Regions from separate parts of the Gossypium hirsutum genome. Here region 2 is linked to region 1. Evidence: chromatin contacts called from public Hi-C data. All regions are on one chromosome and are shown on one strand. Each heading gives the region's core, a stretch centred on a gene start, on an enhancer-like site or on the middle of the called end of the contact. The rest is flanking DNA. Distances are from core to core; before and after follow the strand shown. Region 1 has its middle 14 kb from the start of LOC121231797. Region 2 has its middle 31 kb from the start of LOC121203754.

The links. Hi-C and Micro-C count contacts between places; a contact is called where the count stands out from the background.
Region 2: a contact with region 1 is called in a Hi-C map of leaf, with 1.7 times the contacts expected there. The contact joins two enhancer-like sites. A contact is called at or near these places in 2 of 34 Hi-C or Micro-C datasets (both in leaf).

Annotation. Positions count from the first base shown.
Region 1 is chrA07:87,699,504-87,705,022 of Gossypium_hirsutum_v2.1, reverse strand. It overlaps the pseudogene LOC107956387. Among protein-coding and RNA genes, the nearest start is that of LOC121231797, 14 kb to the left of the region's middle. Within about 2 kb of position 2,367, at least 9 of the 9 cell types and tissues checked have an H3K27ac peak or open chromatin away from gene starts, as enhancers often do. A contact at or near this core is called in leaf, where this site is marked.
Region 2 is chrA07:87,984,015-87,989,388 of Gossypium_hirsutum_v2.1, reverse strand. No RefSeq gene overlaps it. Among protein-coding and RNA genes, the nearest start is that of LOC121203754, 31 kb to the left of the region's middle. Within about 2 kb of position 3,143, at least 3 of the 9 cell types and tissues checked have an H3K27ac peak or open chromatin away from gene starts, as enhancers often do. A contact at or near this core is called in leaf, where this site is marked.

The sequences.
Region 1 (5,519 bases), core at 1,118-3,617:
AAAAGCATTTTCAGCAGGACTTGGAGGGAATAACCAGAAAAGATACTAATCCCCGCCAATTAAGGTACGTTTCCTTTTACAATTGGAAATTTTAATTTTTATTAGATTAAATTTTGTAATTATTCTCATACTGGGATTAAATTTATTTTCTTATTTAAGTTAATTTTTGAAAACTCTAAAATTTATATTTTAATATGAAAATAATTATTAAAATCAAATTTTAATGTGTGAATAATTATTAAGTTTAAAGTCTAATTTAAACAAAAAAATTTAAACCCGAATGCGAGGAAAATTATCAAGTTGAAATTTAAATAGTAAAGTTTAAGGTTTAAAATAATTTATACCTTACTGTGAAAATTTGTCATCACAAACCTCAAATAAAGGCAAGCCCCAAATAGTAATTTACCCTCTTTATAAGTGTTTTAATCGAGATTTTCCTGTTGGCGCGTCTATTTTAGCGCCATTAATTGGCATTTAAAACAATGATATTACTCTTTTCTTTCTTGTGTTCGTTTTTTAAACAAGAAAAAGATATGGCACATAAAACCGTGTAATATTTATGACTTACAAATTATTTTTCGGTTTTTATTATTTTTTTCCTTAAATTCAATAATTTTTAATTTTAAAAATTAAAAATAAAATTTAATTTTTTAAATTTATATAAAATTAATTCATTCTGTCATACACCTCAATAATAAAGTTAACAAATGCTAATTTTTTTATCAATTTTAAAGTGATTTGATAAATATTATAAGTTTAAGAGTTAAAAAAGATAAATTAAATAAATAAATAACTAAAATAATTTTTTTATAAAGTTGAAGACAAAAAAGAAGTCATTCGACTAGGTCTCTAATTGCATTTAATCCATCTTTACTCAAGAAAAGGTCATTTATTATTAGGTCAAACAGTAAATTAGACTTTTGTTAAAACTTTTATCAATTTTTAATGTTAAAATTTGGTCTTTCTATGTAAACAACATGAGATACACTTAGCATGCTATGTGTAATTACCTTGTTATTTTGTCAGTTATATCAGTTTTTTATAATAAAAATGAATAAAATTTTTAACAGAAAGGATAATTTTTTTTGTGAGTATAAAGATTTAGATAAATGATGTAAAGTATAAATCGAGAAAAATTGTAGATACGTGAAACTTTAATTCCGTAAAATTAATAAATATTAAATAATGTATAAACAATTTTTTTTGTTTAATTTTATAATAATGCAGGAACAAGTTGGTGGATGAGATGGAAAATGCAGCCAACCATACTTATACCAGAAAACATTGATTTACGCCATATCATTTTTCTTAAACTTTAATTATAAAATAGTAATATTATATTGTGACCAAAAAAAGACATGGATACGGTTTTTAAGGAGTATCCTCGATTTGTTTGTTTTTCTTTTATTTATTTTTTTAATTCATAACTGATGAATGGACTTTGTTGTATCATAAGCTGTAAATTCCCAGTTTTTTTTTCTCTGTAATTTTTCTTATAGTGAAAAAGAAAGAAGAAAAAGAGTGCAGCTGTTTTCTATTTCTTCCTTTTTATTTTATTAAATTATAATTTTTACATTGTCGAATATGGTGATATTTGTCCATTCAACGTTGGTTGAATCCAGACAACGGTAAAATTTGATGTACAAGATAGCAATATATATACGTAACACCCAAGACATGAGGATGATAATTAGAGCTCAAAAAGTTGTTGGTGTCAATCCGAGTTCGAAAATTTTGAAGTTTGTAATAGGTTTACTTTTAACAAAATTTAAGTTTGAGAAAATTCGAGCCTAACAGAATTTAAAATAAAAAAAGTTTGAGCCTCTAATAAACTTGAACTCGAAATAAATATAATTTAAAGTAAAAAAAAATCCGACTTCATAACTGAACAACTATAATAAATATTAATAAATAATATAAATTTATGGTATTACTTAAAATATAAATAAATGATGATTTTTTATTTTATTTTATTTTGAAAATGTATTTATAAAATCTGAAATAAATGGTAAGAAACGAGTTCATGCAGCTCATAAAATCCAAGTTTGAGATGACCATGATCGAAGAACTCACGTACTTTCTCGGATTACAAGTTAAACAACTAGGAGGAGTATATTTGTCAATCAAAAAATATATGCAGCTAACATGGTGAAAAAGTTAAAACTAGAGCAAGCCAAGAATGCTCGGAATCCCATGGGCTCAAGTGAGAATCTCAGAATAGACAAGAAAGATGTCCCAATTGATAGCACAATCTATCAAAGCATATTTGGAAGCTTACTTTTTTTGACGGCTAGCAGGCCAAATATCTATCAAAGCGTGGGTGTACGTGCTCATTTTCAAACTAACCCAAAAGAATCACATCTCAAAGCAGTGAAACGAGTCACCAAATATGTGAAAGGTACTATTGACTATGGGCTTTGGTTCACAATGGATACAAACATGGCTCTTGTTGGATATAGTGATGCAGATTGGGCTAGCAGTGTTGATAATTAAAAAAGTACCTCCGAGGGATGTTTCTTTTGGGAGAATAATCTAGTATCTTGGAATAGCAAGCTCTCAACAACTGAAGCCGAGTATATAGTGGCTAGAAGTTGCTGCATTAACTCATTTGGATAAAACAAATGCTTCAGGATTACCACGTTCTAATGGTGTATTGTGACAATTAACATTTCGAAGAATTGGGTATTGCACTCCCGCACTGAACATATTGAGATTCGACATTACTTTATCCCAGAATTAGTTGAAAACAATATGGTGGAATTGAAGTAAATTTCAACAAAGAAGCAATTAGCAGATATTTGGTTTGAATGCCTAAGAGGGTCTCTTGGGCTGTGTCGGATATGAGATCATTTACAATTTTTTATTTTTACTTATTTTCTCTTTCTTCTCTCTTTGTTTTGGAAGGAATTCCGTTGGGCATTAAATTCTTCAAAGTCTTATCGTTCTATTGATGAAAGAGAGAAGAAAGACTCCTCCTTGGGACTTTAAGTCTCTACTCGCCGGTTCCTATCTCCATCCCTTTCCATTCGTTTTTTTTTCTCTCCATTGAGTAAACATGGGAAGAATGAAAAGAAATGCTAAATGAAAACTTGGAGGGTCTCCAAGCTCCCCCCCGTCAAAGTTGTTGATAACCCATCACAAGAAATTGAAGCACCGTCTACCCCTCCTCATCAAAGTACCGCAATGCCGAAACAGGGGACTGACACTTTGAGTAATTTATCACGCTCTTCAGTTGTTGCCATTAAAGAAATAGACACGATTCTTGCCCAAATTGACCAGACGTAAAATGTTCCAAAAGAGCTGACAACAGTCGCTGAATCCGACAATAGCTTGACGAATTTTGATGAGGAATAAAACTCGTCCCAAGAAGAGGTTAAAAGAACCAACATAGACACCTGAAGTATAAATTAATTATTCTGTTTAATTTTTTAATTTAACTCGACTCAAATTTTATTTCTCTCGATTTAATTTAAAAATATTTTAAATTAAATTAAAAAGATAAAATATGACTTGTCAACTCTATTAACTCGACATTATTTTCACTCAATTTAATCGAATACTCACCCCTAATAAGAGTCAGATTACATTTTGTCCATTTTACTAAAAAAAATGAACAAATTAGTCCCTACATATTAAATCAAAGGACAAATTAATCTTTTTAGTTTAAAATTATATCTAATTCTATTATTAAAAACTAGCATTACTAATAAAATAATTAAATTGTTATACATTATATGCTATTTATACTATAAGTAGACATATAAAGAATAATTTTTAATAATAATAATGAATAAAAATTTTAATAGAAAAATCAAATTTATTTTTTAATCTAATATATAAAATTTAATTTATAAAACAAAACATAATCCCATTTGTAACATAAGTGCCTTCATAATGTGCATAGAGTTTGGACAAAAAGCAGTGGGCTGCTGTATCGTAAAAGCAAATAACATTTGAGAGAATTGCAATGCAATTCAATAATACAGAGCATGTGACCGAGTCGACAGACAGAGGCCATTACTTCCAACTCTAAACTGAGTTGTCACACCTGGCTATGCAACTCAGCTCTGACGCTTCTCGACAAATAGCTTCTCCTTTTTTTTTTCTTTATTTTCAAACTGTAATTTTTAAAAGAGGTTATTGAGTATTTAGTATTTTTTTTCCCCGGAAAAAATTCTCCCTCCACCATCTGCTTTCATTAAACAAAAAATTTTGATTGAAGCAAATATGCAAAATAGATAGCGTATTCAACCTCCAGCTACAAAAAATAATTCCTTTTTTACGTGTGTTTTTCAAAAAGGTACATAAAATATACTTTATTATTACGGATAAGTATTGAACCCCAACTATGTAGTTAAAGCATGAAGTAATCAACTATCACACAATATTTCATGATTAAACTCTGGAACAAGATTGATTCTGGTCAAATTAGCACTCAATAATTAAAATTCATATTAAATCATAATTTTGTGATCAAACCAGTTAATTGAATTGTTAAATACGACTCTTATTTTCAATTAAATTTGAAAAATAATCTTTCAGTTAAACTCTGTTTACTTATTTTAATCAAACACGGATTAGTTTAGATTATTTTATTATTATTTGACCTATAAATTTAGCCTATAAATAGGCTCTTTTACAACCTTAGAAAAACACACCCATTAGATATTAGAACTCATAACACTTTAGAGATTTTTGTGTTTACGTTTTGATGGTTCTTTGTTTTCGAGTTTTCGGGGTTTAGTCTTTATCTCCATCTTTTGTACTCTTCGTTCTTTTGCCATCATAGTAAAATTATCTTTACCCGTAGTTTTTTATCCTCTTTGGAGGGGTTTTTCCACGTTAAATTTGCGTGTTCAATTTCTCAATTTATTCCTCTATTTTTCTTGTTTGCTGCTTAATCAGGTTGATCCTAACATGAATAAATTATTAAAAATTAAAAAAATCGGTTCAAATTGGTTCCCAAATCAATCAATTCAACTCTTTCTTCTAGATCAATATATCGATCAATTTTCAACTCGATAAATTGATTTGATCCGATGATGAAAATAGTGATTTATTTATATATATCAAAGGTCATGAAAGTATATTTCAATTGTGACATTCTAAATACCAGGTTAGAAGAAATTAAGTGAAATCAAGAGTGATCATGTTCTGATTTTTTAATTAAGATTGTGAAAGTTATGTCGAGTGAGTAAATTTGGTTCATTGGATAGGTGTTGTGCTTGTGTGTATGAGGTTTTGGGGTCGAATATTCCTTTAATTTTTTTGTTATTTATGGTCTTAACCTCTATCCATGATCATATGTCATAAATGATATTTTTGCTCAATTTTAAAAGTAATCAGATTTAGTGGGGTGAGTGATTAGTTACTTTTTAATTTCTTTTTAAAAATTTTCTAAAAATTTCCCAAATTCTGTCCACAAACTGCCATCACTTTTCCACTCCTCTTTGTCGTTTCATTGTTTTTCTTTTCTTTTCCAATCTCCCTATTCTTGATTTTTCACCATTTTTGCTTTG
Region 2 (5,374 bases), core at 1,894-4,393, 280 kb before region 1:
AGCTTATTACTCGCATACGTACCCCCCTGGCGATCAATGACGTTGTTTATATTTACCTGCAGGGTACCCATCTGGTTACGCATTTGTTTAAGCTTCTTATATTGCCATCCACCAAACTTTTTACCCACCATCTCGATCTTTCCCATTATATCCTTGGAACATTTCTGCCACGCTTCCTTGATGATTTTCTTTGCTTCCACATCTTTAGCCCAGCAAACGTCGTATTTAAAACAAAGCCTAGGATCTCTATGTCTATCTCTCAGCTTCCGTCCTTCAGTATCTAAAATGATGGCATCATGGTCTGAAGTAGATTGACGGATCACCTTGGTTTCCATAAAGGGGAACCTCGCCACATCATTAGCAGACATTAAAAACCGGTCAAGTCTCTCCTTAACCAACGCCGTACCATCCCTGTTATTAACCCAGGTAAACCATCCATTATCAGTTTTCAAATCAACCATTGAGAGCTCATCGACAACCTCCCGAAAGTCCTCCATTAGAGCACTTGGCTTTCTCCTACCCCCCTCTTTTTCCGCATTGTCGAGAATAGCATTGAAATCACCCCCAATGATCCATTTCTCCGCAACAGACTGACCCACCCTTCTCAGCATATTCCACGAGCACTGTCTTTTGTTTGGTTCGGCATTTCCATAGAATCCCGTGAACCGAATGGGATTGTCATTCTCCAGCTTGATTATCGAGTCAATGTGATTACTGGAATATGTTTGAACTTTGACCTTATCACTTTCCTTCCTCATCATGACCAGTCCACCACTTTTGCCGTTCGCGTTAACAGCCAAGCATCCTTCCATTTTACACCTACTGCGAACAGAAGAGAATTTATTAGCATTAATTTTTGTTTCACTAAGGAAGACTATATCAGGGTCATTAGCAACGACATTTGCTTTAATTCACGGACTGTCGCTGGGTTACCAATCCCACGGCAGTTCCAGCAGAGAATCTTCATTGGTTTTTCTCCCCCACGTATCTTTATCCTTTGAAACGCTAAAATCGCCAGGACAAAGAAAGAGCTTATCCCTTTTCGAAACCCTTGATGCGTCAAGAAAAGAGATGATAAATCACCCCGTAAAGCTTGAACTTGAAGATCTTCGATCTTCCGTCAAAGAACAACCAAGAAACCAAGACCAACCAGAAAGAAAGAAGGTGGGCTCGCAGGAAAGCCAACCCGCCGACCCAGGGAATCAGCGCTCGAGCAAGAAAACCGAACAACACAGCCCAAGGAACATAAATCATGCAGAGATGGCACCCACCAGTGGAAGCCCAGCTCCCAAAGGAAAAGACGAGAGGCACTCCCCAAGAAACAAACCTGTACAAAGGAAAAAAACAGAGAAACCAAGCTTTGCGAAAAACCCGAAAGAAACCAACCAAAATAAACGAATCAACAGGATAACCCTCAGCATACAGAAACCATGCGATATCTCGACATCTGAACAAGCAAAAGACAGCCACGGAAAAGGCGACAACCCAGCAAGAGCAATAAAGAAAACACCATTGGAAAAAAGAAAGCGATCAGCTTAATAAAGATCACTAAACATGACACAAAATACGTAGAACCCTGCAAGCATGAAACATGCACTTTGTACGTTGAGAAATAAAGAAAAACCCACTTTCATGCGGATGCATAAAAAAGAACGAGGAAAAGTCGCAATAAGGAAAAGAACCCGGCCACCGTGTGGCCCCCAGCGCACTAACCAGCATTCAAGCACAAATTTCAATAAACATAAATACAATACCAAATGAAGAAACAAAAACCAATGAAAAGTAAAACGGACAAAAGTCACCGTAAAGAAAGAAGCAAAAGCTCTGCAGGAAACGTCTTGTCAGACCAGGAACACCGCCAGAAGCCTATCGCATCAAAGTAAAGGCACCGTACAGCAACCATCCAAAGCAAAACGATAACAAAACTCAAAAACAATCCACATAAACAAACGAAACACACTCAGAACCCACCCCAACTGCAATAACATTCAACCGAATAAGGCAGACACACACACAAAAACAAGAACAGAAATCGCCCAATTCTTGGAGAAAAAACACGCTACCAGGCGCTGCTACCAGGCTACCAGCTACGAGGCGACATTCTTTTTTTTTGATAGAAAACGACCCGCAGGTCAACCTTATTTTATTGCATCATTGAAAACCAACTCATGAATATCGGCAGGATAATCCATGTTAAAATCCAAAGTACAAAAATTGGTCAAAGCCAAAGAACAAAGTTTATTCGTAACTTTATTACAACAACACGGAGCCCAGTTAAAAGTAAAACTACTAAACAGAACTAGCTCAGAGTGAATCCTATGCATGCAATGGCCGAAAGTCGTCAAGTCACTGCCCCTCTTATTATAGCGGTTAAGAATACTGGCGCAATCTGTCTCTAGCTCCACTGTATTCCATCCCGTTGACCGGGCAAAATGGATACTCTCTTCCAGTGCCAACAGCACCGCCCAATCACTATGTCCCTCATTGTCCACCACGCCCATCCTTCCACCCAAGACAAAGCCATCAAAGTCTCGAGCCACCAACCCAAAATACATTCTTTGGCCTTTGGCTGAGGCATTGAAATTCATTTTTATCCAACCCTGCTCAGGTTTTCTCCAGACTTTTTTCTCAACCTTACGCGGCAAAACAGGCTCATTCAGCAGATTGAAAATACGGAAATCATGGCTCAACAAAGCGGCTCTCTCCCAAGTCGTCTTGGCTACCTCGTCTTCTCCACGAAAAATACGATTATTCCTGCTGTTCCAAATGTTCCACAAGACAATAATGAAGTCAGACAGGGCCTTCTTATCCAACAGACGCGCCGCTCCTTCAATCCAGTCACTGCACCGAACGTAATCTCGCTCCAGCAAGGTATTATTAAGCCCACCATACTCTAACACTGCACGAGCCTTCGGACAGTTTTTTAAAGCGTGAATCAGGGTCTCCTTCTCCACACCGCACCTCGGGCAAGTACTATCGAAGCCACTCCGAATGCAAGCTATTTTTTCATTTGTAGGAAGATGCTCGTGGCCCAGCCGCCAGCAAAAAATTCTAATCTTAGGGAGGGTTTGAAGCTTCCACGTAAGTCGCCAAAAGACTCGGTGAGGACCATACCCTACGTGCTTAAGGGTCAACCAAGAATATGCAGAATTTTGTCGTGTAAGAACCGTGAGGGTTGTGGAACCAAATAAGCCTATCGTCCGGACCATTATGAATAATGGGAATTTTACAAATCTGGTCCCCCAAATAATCGCCGTAAATCTCCTTGACCCTAGTCTCCTGCCAGCCGTCCCCGCTCTCCATCAAAAGCTCACTCACGTTATTCTCCTGGATCCACCTCTTGTCAAACCGAATGGAGTCACCAGCCAGCCCCTCAAAACCCCACTTGTCGTGCCAAATATCAATACTCCTGCCGTTACCAACATTCCACCCAAAACCCGCATTCAGCATGCTAGCTACCTTAGCAATACTGTGCCAAGTATAGGAGGGTTTGTCCATGCTCTTGGGATTAAAAACATCACCATCGAGAAAGTACTTAGCACTCAGCACCTTGAAACAAAGCGTCTCCTTGCAATTTATAAGACGCCAGACTTGCCGACCAAGGAGAGCCACATTAAACCGGCGGAGGTCCCTAAAGCCAAGACCCCCCATCCCTTTTGGATGGCACAACCATTCCCAAGCCATCATGTTCCAACCCCTATTATTATCCTTTCCCCCCCACCAAACGCGTCTGATCAAAGCTTGGATCTCCTCAAGGACACCATCAAGAGCAAAAAACACCGAGAACGCGTAGGTAGGAATAGACTAAAGAATGGACTTGACAAAAATTTCCTTGCCACCGTTAGACAATAACCTTTTTGACCAACCATGAATCCTTTTGGCCACCCAATAAATAATACCCTGAAAAGCTGCTGACTTATTCTTCCCAATCGAGATAGGGAGACCAAGGTAACCATCCAAATTTGGCACCACCTTTATTTTTAGCAAACCACTCAAGGTCACTTGCTGAGAAGCAGGAGTGTTAGGACTGAAGTAAACCATGGATTTGTCCAAATTGACCCTCTGGCCCGACATTCTCTCGAACGATTCCAGAATTGCAGTGAAAGCCTCCACCTCCTTTTGGTTATTCTTGACAAACAAAAGCGCATCATCAGCGAAAAAAAGATGGTTAATCCTAGGGCCCTGCCTACTAGCCCGAACGCCTTTAATAATTTTCAGCTCTTGGGCATGAAGCAACATGCGAGATAAGGCATCCATACTGAACAAAAACAAATAGGGGGACAAAGGGTCCCCTTGTCGAAGACCCCTCTCCGGGATAATAACATCGGACAGAGTCGTATTACTTTTAACTCTATACCGGACAGTGCACACACAATCCATAACTCTAGATATCCAGGCATTAGAGAAACCCATTTTAGTCATCACTTTCTCAAGAAAACTCTACTCCACACGATCATAGGCCTTGCTCATATCGAGCTTGACCACACAACCCTTGTTCGGACCATTCTTGGAGCTACGGAGGTAGTGCATGAGCTCATGGGCGACAAGGACATTGTCATGGATCATCCGGTTGGGAACAAAGGCACTCTGGTTCTGGCTAATACACATGGGGAGGACCTCTTTAAGCCTATTTGCCAGGGTCTTAGAAACCATCTTGTAAATCACCCTGCACAGACTGATTGGACAAAAGTTAGCCATGTCACACGGATTCATAATTTTAGGGATCAAAACAATCAAAGTCTCATTGATACACTCGGCACTTCTAGAGCCCTTCAAGATATCATGGCATAACCTAAGAACATCACCCCCCACAGTAGGCCAATGTTCCTTAAAGAAACTTCCTGAAAGCCCGTCAACCCCCGGGGCCTTACGAGGATCCATCTGCTTGAAGGCCATCATGATCTCCTCATTCGTAAACTCTCTGTCCAACCTTCTATTCATATCCTCATTGATGCAAACGGGAACATAATGAATATCACTCTCAGTGTCCCTGGTAATAGACGTCTTGAAAAGGTCATGAAAGTAACTCCAAGCGATGTGGAAAATCTCCATCTTATCGTCATGCCAAACACCATGCGCATCTTTTAACCTCTCAATGCTATTCTTTTTCCTACGCCCCGAAGCCCGAACGTGGAAGAAGCGCGTGTTTCTATCCCCTTCCTTCAGCCATTGGGCTCGCGCTCTACGCGCCCAATACGTCTCCTCCATATCGTAAAAACTGCCCAGTTTTCCCCGCGCATGTTTAAGGAGGCTCATAGAACCATCATTCGTAGGGCCATCCATAATCTCGTTGATCTCCTTCTCCAACCTTTTAATATTATGCTTCATCCCTCTATACTGCTTATACTGCCACGGGCCCAGGTTGTCCCGAATC